Regions from separate parts of the Zea mays genome. Here region 2 is linked to region 1. A link is a contact called in public Hi-C data. All regions are on one chromosome and are shown on one strand. The core of a region is the stretch at or near the end of the contact, and the rest is flanking DNA. Distances in the headings are between cores, read along the strand shown. Region 1 holds the start of LOC100273919. Region 2 holds the start of LOC100274145.

Region 1 (2,539 bases), core at 14-2,513:
ACCATCCGGCGGGTTGTTAAAACGTTTTGGTGACAAATCCTCTCCTCTAACTAAGCCTTCCCAAGGCCACATGATTGTTGCTGCACTGCACAGTACACTGGTAGCACTACTAGGACAAGCAAGCAGTACATTGTAGTTGCTCATTCTCAACCGATGCAAGATGTTTGCAAAATCTCTATCGCCAGATATAAGGAAAAAATGAACTGGTGGCGGATTCTGAGCAATCCAGTAGACAAGATCAGCCATAAAAGAGCGGTCAGAACTATTCTTCCCACCTACATCATGGAAACAACACTGTTAGTTCAAAGTAATAAAAAAACCACAACCCAAACAGAATTTAAAATCAAGTGAAAATAGAGGATGCCAACTTTGTAAAATTGAGGGTAGCAATGCAACTTTTGCTACTTAGCATTGCCCCTTATGTGATCTACTCCTGCCGTTTCAAATGTTAGTTGTCTTAGTGTTGTCCTCGGTCAAACTTTTCTGAATACTTAGTTATTTTTCCAATCTGTTAACGTACAGCAAGAGGACGGACATCCCTGTGGTCAGGTGGCAACTAAATTAGGGATCAAACTTTGTGAACAATAAAAAAAGAAATGAACCAAATACAAGATCCTGTCAAATTTAGCATCCATATCTTCACAAACCATGGAAAGTGCATATACAGTCACCAACCCGCCAACAAAACATTCAATAAAAGATGCAGGAACAACTTATGGAAGACGAAGACGCTCCCGCAATCATAAAAGATAAAACAAGGGAATGGAACGGAACGGAGCAGAATTAATGGGGCGGGGAGGCGAGCACGCAACTGCTTGGGACGTGGGAGATGGAGACGCCCGTGGCGGCGAGCGCCTCCTGGGAGGAGCGCGCGAGCTGCAGCACGTCCCCGAAGGCGGTGATGGAGAGCGGCCCGCGGATGCCGGCGGCGCGGAGGGCGGCGGAAACGCGCGGGGCAACGCGGTGGACGTTGACGCCGTTGGGGATGTGGCAGTTCTCGAAGTCCCACCACACAGACACCCTCACCGCTCGGCTGCCCTCGCCGTCCTGCGGCGGCGCGGCGACGGCGCGGCGACTCCCGCCGCCGCCGTAGACGGCGGAGCTGAGGCGGCGGCAGCAGTGGCCGCAGACTCCGTGGTAGTGAGCCGACAGGCGGTGGCGGAGGATCTGGGACATGGCGGCGCCGATCCTCGCCGGCGGTTGCGATTTTGTTGGAGAGGGTTTTGGAGAAACCCTTTCGGCATTCCACTTTTGCCACGCACGAGGGTACGAAATGAAGGATCTTGCTATAGGTGTACATTTGGGTCGGGCCTGATGGGCCGGCCCGAAGCACGGAAAAAAAGCACGGCCCAGGCACGGCACGGCCCAAAATAATTTAGTGCCGGGCCGAGTTTGGGCCGAGGTCACGGCCCATGGGCGGGCACGAGCACGGCCCGTTTAAGGCAGGCACGAAAAGGCCCATATAGAGGCACGAAAAGGCCCATATATTTATTAAAACACACTTAATTCCACACTTTCATATACTTGATAAAGAACACAAAGCTAGAGATAATGCTAGTTAGATGTTTTTTGTATCTTTGAATTAGAGTGTGTGATGTAATTTTACTTTTGTTATGAACATTAGACAATAAACTGAACTTACGAACTTTGTATAGAGCTGATTATACTCTTTTTTCTTCTAACAAAATGATTTATAAACGAGGTAGTCATTGCATAGCTGTGGTAACTTTAATACAAATATTAAGTTTGATTTTGTTCAAATTTATTTGTCTTATCTTTTATTTGTTTTATTATTTTTTTGAATTTAGGGCTCTAACGTGAATTTCGGGCCAAAAACTGAATTTCGAGCCAAAAATTGAATTTCGGGCCCTAATGTGAATTTCGGGCCAAAAATTGAATTTCGGGCTTTTATAATTTCGGGCCGCCCGAAATAAGCCCGGCACGTTTAAGCAATTACGGGCCGGGCCGTGGGTCGAGGGCGAGGCCCATGGGCCGGCCCGGCACGGCCCGAAATTCAAACGGACCGGGCCGGCCCGAAATTCAAACAATACGGGTCTTTTCGGGCTTGGGCCGGGCCGGGCCGGGCGGCCCGAATGTACACCTATAGATCTTGCTGGACCAGTGGACTGGAAGGGCGTAACCGCCTTCAGGCCTCATGGGCCCAGGCCTAGATGCGCCCTGTGGCAGACGGCGCCTCATATATCACACTAGGAAAAGGAGGCGCGCTTCGCGGCGCCCTACTTCCATATACATTATATATAAACACAGTGTAGAAACACAAACACATTGTAGGAACACAAACATATTGTAGGATACAATATGACAATATAATACATATGGCGCGAGCGCAGGTTCTACAACTGTCTCTAAAAGACAGCGTACATGCAGTTGCGGAACGGTGTTCAGTACAACAGTACATAACTCTAACAGTTTACAGCTCCATAGACTATACATGTACGGTGCAACAAGCAGATGATCGTTGTACACAAAAGCACGATGTAAGCGTTGGTTTGCTGCGCAGTTCTTAAAAAGTCTTTGG
Region 2 (2,539 bases), core at 24-2,523, 490 kb after region 1:
TGTGCTCATGTAAGCTGAAACCAAAATCATAAAGAGATCATTCAGTCCCAAGGGATCCAATACTAGACTACTAGTCTAGACTTGTGGTCTTCCACTAAGGAAACATGTAATTGATTTATAGAGTACAAACGAAAACAATAAGTGCATCTAGCCATTATAATTAAAGTCTGTTCATCAGAATGTGAGTGATGGTGTATAAAGTCTGTTCATCAGAGAATGCATCAGGTTTATATACCATGTTGCTGCAAAGTAAATCAGCAAGACCTGAACTAACGAACTTAAGTAGTCTTTCTGACTAATGAACAATAAATTCTAGGCCATACAATTGCCAGATTCAACAAAAATTCAAGTTATAACTTTGAATATTTTCTTCACATGATTAACGACGAACAATGTGATTAGAATGATCAGCACACATGTAACTAACAACACTCCACTTATGACAGCACTCCAATTATACCTGACAGCAGTCCAGTAAAAAAATGATCAGCGCACATGTAAAAAATGATCAATATTTTCATCTCTGATTAAGCATCAAGCAAAGAATTTTCTTCTCTCAAAAAAATGAAAATAAACTAACATCAGCTTTTTGGTTGCTCGAAGACACAGCTTAGGAAAGGTCCCAAATGTGTGCATTTTTGTGATTTTGCAGAAAAGTAGTATTCCTGCTTTCGATCTTAGGGAGCACCAATACAACTTAAGAAAAAAGTGAGACTGTTTTGAAAGAAATATTTTAAGAAAAAACCAAATGATCCGATGAAAAAGGCTATCTATCCACACTTTCTACACGGGATCCTTCCTAGTTTCCTAGAAACAATATATATCCAATCGATTTTATTACCAGAGTTAATTTTATGACGGTGCTTCCTATTGCTAGTAGCAAAGATAATTTTATGACGGTACTTCCCATTCGTACTCTCCTGACTCTCGATGCTAATATGCGCTAGCCTTGTTTCAAAGGCCTAAAAAAACTGAACTCCTGCTGCCCCGTGACTTAAGCCTGGCAGCCGCAAGCCTCCCAGGCGCAGAGGCCCATGCGGTAGCATAGGCATAGCGGCGGCTGCGAAGTGGGCGCGTCTGGCGAGAACAAACGAATCTGAGCGAGATCTACAAGGTGAGCGAGATCTGCAAGAATCCGAGCGAGGATAAACGAAGAAAACCTAGTAGCAGGGATATGAAGATGTGAGCGGAGCCCTTACCTGAGAAGGCGAAGCTGCTAGATCTGAGCTGATGATGATGACAAAGGACTGACGGCGGCGTGCTCGGAAGAGTTGTGAACAGAGACAGCGTCATGCTCGGGAGAGCTGCCTGATGTCTGGAGGCCGGACCAATATCCCCGCGGAAACATGGCTCAAGGAGTCAAGGGTGGGCCGGTATCCCAGCGAAGCTATCTTCCAAACATGCAAAAAATGTGTCACGTGAAATCTTCCCACGTGGGCCATTGACACAGGGAAAATACCATATTCCCTGCAGGGAATTGGGCTGCCAAACAAGCCCTAAACGGCTACAGGGGTGGGGGAGGCCGAGGCCGAGGCCGAGGCGGGGAACCGTTGAAATCAGTCTGATGCTCTCGCTCGCATCTGTTGCGCCACCTCCCACCTGCTGCTGCAGTGAATGTGGAGTTTCAGCGAACGTTGGGTGCAGTTTCAGTGAGTGTGCAGCTTCAGCTTCAGGTTAATGTAGAATGAAAACTTTAATGCTTCAGCGATGAGTCAATGTGAATAGCTTGTGATTTTATAATAGGAAGCAAGTGTAGAATAGAGAACGAAGTGATTATGGATGGTCATATGTTTATATTAATTTTGAATGGTTTTTATTAAACCGATTCTTATAAAAATAGACTAAAAAGTCAGAGCGTTTAGCATTATGCATCAATTTTTGGTGAACAGAAGCTGAAAAAAAGGTCAAACAAACAGCGCTAAGAGGTGGAATCGGTTTGGCAATGGCGCACAACCTCAACGTGTTGTGGATGAATTTGCCAAGCGGCATGGTTCCATGGTGAATTTAGAGCGGCGGCTATGTTTGGGTCTTGAAGAGAGTTAAAACGCGCGTCGTTGGTTGGGAATGTTGACAACTACGTCACCACGGATCACCAGATCCGCTCCCTTCCCTCCCGTCAGCAGTAGAGGCGTGAGAAGCTGTAGAAGATCTGTCTCCCTTCACATAAGCACGACAGAGGAAACACACAAGACACATGGTATAGGGTTGGGCCTCTGGCCTCTTTCTGATCTCTGTATTATGAGGGGGTGTACAAGTTCCTTATATAGACATGTAAGACCCCTCAAGGGCAAAGCAGGTATTTGCCCACATAACCCTAACTAGGGTTACTTAACACTCCCCCTTGGGCGAATACCGCGACCAACACATGCCTCGTTAAAACTCCGAAAAACTCAGTGGAAAAAATGTGGAGAAAGAGTGCATGGTGATACAAATTGCATTTTTTGCACTTTGTTGCCTCGTTAAAAAAACCTCATGTGATAAACTTCAAGAAAACTCACCAAGGGAAAAAGAGTACAACAACTGTCATTGGGACAGATTT

What was found. A called contact is a pair of places that touch in the nucleus more often than the background predicts.
Region 2: a Hi-C map of endosperm shows a contact between it and region 1, with 2.5 times the contacts expected there. The contact joins the promoter of LOC100274145 here to the promoter of LOC100273919 in region 1. A contact is called at or near these places in 2 of 25 Hi-C or Micro-C datasets (ear and endosperm).

What each region holds. Positions count from the first base shown.
Region 1 is chr3:144,204,209-144,206,747 of Zm-B73-REFERENCE-NAM-5.0, forward strand. It overlaps LOC100273919, which reads right to left and starts at 1,264. Exons shown (of 3, transcript NM_001320096.1): 1 at 813-1,264; 2 at 1-275. The coding sequence starts at 1,176.
Region 2 is chr3:144,694,765-144,697,303 of Zm-B73-REFERENCE-NAM-5.0, forward strand. LOC100274145 reads right to left here and starts at 1,274. Exons shown (of 5, transcript NM_001148523.1): 1 at 1,200-1,274.